Regions from separate parts of the Danio rerio genome. Here region 2 is linked to region 1. A link is a contact called in public Hi-C data. All regions are on one chromosome and are shown on one strand. The core of a region is the stretch at or near the end of the contact, and the rest is flanking DNA. Distances in the headings are between cores, read along the strand shown. Region 1 overlaps lonrf4 (LON peptidase N-terminal domain and ring finger 4). Region 2 has its middle 12 kb from the start of tmsb2.

What was found. Hi-C and Micro-C count contacts between places; a contact is called where the count stands out from the background.
Region 2: a contact with region 1 is called in a Hi-C map of an unstated tissue, with 4 times the contacts expected there. The contact joins two enhancer-like sites. A contact is called at or near these places in 6 of 18 Hi-C or Micro-C datasets (caudal fin, embryo, hematopoietic stem cells and 2 more) and 1 of 4 datasets of contacts at active chromatin or transcription factors (caudal fin).

The regions. Positions count from the first base shown.
Region 1 is chr14:38,657,561-38,660,460 of GRCz12tu, reverse strand. It overlaps lonrf4 (LON peptidase N-terminal domain and ring finger 4), which reads right to left. Exons shown (of 12, transcript XR_011006238.2): 7 at 2,752-2,866; 8 at 1,210-1,331; 9 at 839-997. It also overlaps a transcript of itk not described here. Among named protein-coding and RNA genes, the nearest start is that of lonrf4, 14 kb to the right of the region's middle. Within about 2 kb of position 1,435, at least 5 of the 62 cell types and tissues checked have an H3K27ac peak or open chromatin away from gene starts, as enhancers often do.
Region 2 is chr14:39,077,642-39,080,625 of GRCz12tu, reverse strand. It overlaps a transcript of gria1a not described here. Among named protein-coding and RNA genes, the nearest start is that of tmsb2, 12 kb to the left of the region's middle. Within about 2 kb of position 1,490, at least 4 of the 62 cell types and tissues checked have an H3K27ac peak or open chromatin away from gene starts, as enhancers often do.

The DNA of each region.
Region 1 (2,900 bases), core at 186-2,685:
TCTTACTAGAACAGGCAGTGATCAATGTATTGCTGACTGCATTTACTTAGCAGTAAAATGTGTGCTAATGTTGCATTAGTAGCGAAATGAAAGTGTTGACCGTGCATTTATTTTGTACTAAAATTAGTTATTGATAGGCCCACACAGAAGCTGAGCAATTACTGAGAGAATTCGCAGATTTTTAGCCCATCATTGATTCTGTTTTACTTGAGTTAATGTGTGTAATTTATAAGTATTCAGTTTTTAAATACATTTCTGTAATATCATTGACTAATATGAAAATATTTGTATGATTTATTCACAATATAGTTTGTAAAGTAATATTTTCAGTCTTTTAGTAGATATATTATATGAGAGACTTGCTTTGTTTACCAAATAAGGTGCATCTAATTAGATTTGCATTGTGAACATCAAATACAAGTTAAAAGGTATTACTTTTTACTTCATAAATTAAGGTTTCAGTTATGATACTCCTAAAATTATTCCGCATAAATCTGCAGATTTTTAACAAAACTCTGCACAGAAATGCAAAAAATGTCCGCAGATTCCGTCTGGTCCTAGTCATTGGTAATGTTGCAATGTTTTTGCAACTTGTTATGGGCTGTCAAGCTGCATGTGTATATATATTTTCCTGCAAATACATCGCAAATTGTGGCATGTTGCACTTGCGTCTTGACGTTAACTCGACATTGATAACATAAAAGTCGACTTCCAAAAATCTAAAGTCGTTCAACCCCTAGATTATATAAACAGTTTAAGACCTAAAAGCCTAAAACATTTTATAACACCAGTAAGGCTGCAGAAGCTAGCATATCCTTAAAATGAAAGATCATTTTACCCTTTGCCATGCTCATAGCTGCACATGCCGAACTTCTTTGTTCCCGTCTCCATACATCTGCGCATCATCAGACGGTAACGAGGCTCAAAGATGTGCAGCGGGCATGGGATGCCAGGGTATGCCACCGTGCACACAAATATCGGGATATCCTTGGTCAAACTAAAGATAAAACATGAGCAACTTAATAATAATTCAACTTTTGCAAAACTTCACACAGTAAATCAAAGGTCTTTTGGACTGTTAAGTTTTTGCAAATGTTAAGACTGCAAATACCACAGCTCTTCCAGTTCTCATCAGCAATGGAAATTCGGCTGATTGCAAAACGTGATTTGCAATATTCAGTTTTCGTTATCGCTGAGGAAGGCACTCACTTTGAGAGCTCTGCCATCTCCGCTTCGTGCACCTGTTTCCTCTCTGCCAACTGCTGAGGGAAGAGGCGAGACATGATCTCCTGCAGCAGCACCGTGGGGTTGTACTTCCTGTTCTTAAAATACTGGAAACAGGAAGATAGTTGGTGAGAAAATGTAATGTGGTTTGCTGTTTTATTTGTTTATTTAGTGTCACTTATTTGTGATTGAGTTGAATTAGAAGGATCATGCTACTAAGGCTTAACCTGTAGGTGTAAATTATGTAACTTTTAAATTGTTCCCTTGTTGTAATGTTTTAAAGGGTTGTGTTTACATATCCAAGATTAAATCCATCACTTCAGGCAGGCCAGAACTGTTTTGTCCTTAGAGTAACTATTTTCTTAAAGTGGAATATGGGATGGGCAGTCAAGTTTTGGATACTGAATGTCTATCCTAATGCCACAGAACATATTATGTGCACATGTAGTTTACAAAATGTTACATTGACGTTGTTCCATGAATTACTATGTAAAAAATGCTGGGTCCAAACAATCGATGAAAGAATTAAGTTACTTCTTAGCTTTTACAAATTTAAGTAGATTAAACATAAAAAAAATTTGGGAGACATCTTAATTGTTTTATTTCGGCTCAATTGAAATAAGTAGCTTGAACAAACAGCAAATGTCTTTTTTTGAGTGTCACCTTGTTTGCTTTAGTGCTTTTTCACTTTAAATAGTATTTTAGAATAAGGCATGCATATATTTTGCATGCATTTTCTTCCTTGCACAACCAATTGTGTAATGGTCATATGAGACGAATCAGAGCAATTGTGGACAGCCATGCCTTCATTTTCAATAGTCTGCCTTTCAGTCCATCTATGCTTAAACAGAACACCAGCATTTACAAGCTAAAACTGGTTCTTTAGTGTTTTAAAAATGTTCAGTTTTCATGGACTGAGGAGTGGTGTGGATGTAAGGTATAACCGGAACAAATCCTATGCATTTTAAAACAAAAACGCATGTGTAAACAGCACCTGAGACACTTTGAGCAATTTTTTGAGGTGCAATATAGTTCAGAAGCTTGCACTGTTTCTTTCAGCATACCGGGTGTTCATTCTTGCTTTTATATTGATATAACTTCAGTAAATCACTTGCTGGCCAAAGAACAAATGGCAAAGGTTCCAACTTCACTAAATTCAACGTGAACTTCACTTGCTCAATATGAAATTGAATTGTGGGTGAATGGTAATTTTTTTTACATGACATGATTGGCAAGAAATTAGCAATTTTTTACATGCAAACAAGTCTGCAACAAGTGAAGAATTGTTTGGCAAATGTGGAATAATTTTGTTTAAAACTCAGGACACTGTAAATATAGGTTGAATACAGGACTCTGTCACAGAGACAGGGACATCTGGTCACAGAGACTTTGATTTTGACTTGAAATTTAGACATTCACAAATATGTTTACTGTATGCTAAAATGTAATATCTGAAAACAGCATAATGGGGCATTTTATTATTATTATTTTATGTATTAGAAACGTGCATATTATCAACAGTAGTACCTCCTGCAGTGGTTGTTTGCAGAGTGGACAGCGTAGATTATGGTCCAGACTTCTCTCAATGCAGTTTTTGCAGAAGGTGTGCCCACAGGGTGTTGTCACCGGCTCATAAAATAACCTTAAATCCATTAAACAAGTCATTAGCACAGGCA
Region 2 (2,984 bases), core at 241-2,740, 420 kb before region 1:
TTAGTTTTCTGCCACATATCGTTACATCGTGTTGGTTCTGCCATGCGGGACCGTCCAGTGATAAATCTTTGACACGCACGCGAATCAGCCCTTTGCCAGTAAACACGTCAGCCAATCCAGCAGAGCACAGCGTCACCAGTCATCCTCCACTGCACTCTCTGTTAAACTCAGTCTTGTGTGGCCATGTGGTTTGCCACCACACTTTCTCTAGAAGAAAAAATATTATAGGAAATAAAAAATTGATTGCTCTGTTAAACATCATTCAAAAAAAGAAATTAAATTCACTGGAGGGCTGAAGTTAGTTACGAATTGCCGTGAGATTGCGTTGGTTAAAACCAGTCTATTAATTGGGCTGTAATGTTTATGGCCATTATTAATAGTTTTACAAATGTAGGATAAGCGAATGGGTTAATTTCTTTAAATCTGATGACCGAGGCCTAGAAAACACATGCAAAAAGCAAAATACTAACGAACTGAAAAAATTTCAGTTTGACCATGAACTTACAACAAATGCAAAAAAGCAATGCACTGCAAGTTAAGAAAATGCATGTAGAACAGCGGGCTGCTTCCTGTTTAGAGTCAGTTTTGTATTTGGTGATCTGAGAGGTGTTTTTTTTTTTACATTTATACATTTTAGCCCTAATAGTTTGACGAATTGCAAAATATCTTTAAATAAACTGCCACCTCTATAGGAAGTAGCCTGGTTTGTCAGTTTTTGGGGTCCTCTTAGATACTTGTGGTCTGTGCTATATGCTGTGCTTTTATTTGCTTGTGTTATCAAATTAATCAAAATCTTTTCTAATTTTTTTTATGCATGTGTTTTACTAGCTTTCAGTGTGTTTGAGCTCTCTTGGCTATCAGGGATAGTTTACCCAAAAATGAAAATTCTCATCATGTAATCACTCAACACTTTTTCTAAACAGTAAAGATGTTTGCAATTTTTTTTTTTTGCAACCGCTGACTTAATTTTTTTCTATAAAACTAACCCATTAGCATAAACTGTTTTATTGCTAACAATATATCATCTTTTGCAGAAGAAAGACACACACAATGCTTTGGAATAACTTGAGGCCTAGTAAATGATAACAGATTTGTTTAAACACATTTTTATAAGTAGTATTTATAAGTGCTGTTGATTGAGCTCAAATTCTTAAATATACACACTGTAAAAAAATCAAATGATCAATTACGCAAGCTGTTTTGAATCAGTTTAACATAATATAAGTTCAATGGACTCATAAGGTTAATTTAATTCAGCTTAAAAATGTAAGGCAACCAGGATTTTTTAAAAAGTGCATTTAATTGCAAATACAGCATGTTACATGGCTTTTAAAGAAACTGCAGCAGATCTTATCGAATAGTTGCTTTTTAAAACCAGTGGGACACACTGCAAGTGGTGCGTAGTTTCTTTCTGCAGAAGTGGACACACATTCCTCATGTTCCACCCAGATTTGAGTTTATCTGGCCTAACCAGCCTGCGAGCACAGACAGAGATAAAGAGGAGGGATGGGAGAAGAGAAGAACAGGGAAGACTATACACCTGTACATGGAGAACACACACTCTCAAGGCGCCTTATCAGGTTCAGACAAAAACTACTATCTGGAACATCGGTGTACACTGCTCATTTATTTTAGGGTAGTGAAAGAGGGAGACAGATAAACCAAGCAGAGAGAGAGAGAGAGTGAGTGAGACAGGGAGTGAAAAGTGGGGTTCGTTGGCATATTCTGTGTCAAAGTGCTCCTGTCTGCAAAAAAAAAGAGATCGCTAAATAAAGATTGAAGACGAATGTGGGAAAAGAGGAAGGCTTTGTTATGTCAGTTGTTCTCTAGTGTTTCTATAAAAATCCACATAGTAATGTTGCGATGTAAAAACAAACCAAAGAATGAATTGTTTATGTAGACCTATTTACGTTATTTTTTTCTGTTGCAAATCTAATGCTGCTCACTAAACTGCCGATGAATGTTTACACTATTTTTGCTGACATATTAATTTTTTTATGACCATTCAGCAGAGGATTTATGAATTAAGAATTACTGGCTTGAAAAAAGTGTTGCATGCAGATCTGTTGCAAACAATTTATTTGTGTTGAATTTAAACAAACAAATAAAGTTTAATAATGTTCAACTTAATTTGTTTGTTTAAATTCAACACAAATAAATTTTTTTTTCAGTATGTGTTTATGCATGTGTGTAGAGTTATGGTTATTGGTTTATATATTGCATAAGTCTTTGTTAATTTGCACAGAGGCTTTAAGTTGTATACTTTATTGATAATAATTAACAGAAATGATTAAACGTAATTTGAATTATGCCAAGATTTAAAAAATTAAGTACTTGTAATTATTTTAAAATACTCATAATCAAATGATAGTATTAAATAAGACAAGTTTTGCCTTTATAAATTGTTAATACAACAGTAAATGTGTATTTTAATAATCATTCATTCATTCATTCATTCATTCATTCATTTTCCTTCGGCTTAGTCTCTACTTCAGAGGTCCTGCTTCGGTTCCAAGATCGGATGTGATTGGGCGTGCTCAGGGTGGAGTGGCTGTGTATTTTAATTTATTTCATACAATATGTATTTTACAAATCCACTTTCAGGCCAAAATTGAAGCTAAATATCTGAACAAATTATTATCCAAATTTGAAGTTAAAATCTCCAAAAATTAGCTTACAGTATTATTTTGTTTGAATGCAGTACCAAAAATCACCACCAGATGACATCCAGTTTCCATTGGTGACTATATAAGAAGGTCCGTTTATTTCTGTGTGTTTGAGGGATATGAACCATATTGTTTTTTATATTCCTTCATTCATTTTCCTTCAGCTTAGTTCCTTTATCAGGGGTCAACACAGTGGAATGAACTGCTAACTTATCCAGCATATGTTTTACACAGCTGATGACCTTCCAGCTGCTTCCCAGTACTGGAAAACAACCATACACACTCATTCACACATATATGCTTTGGCCAATTTATTTT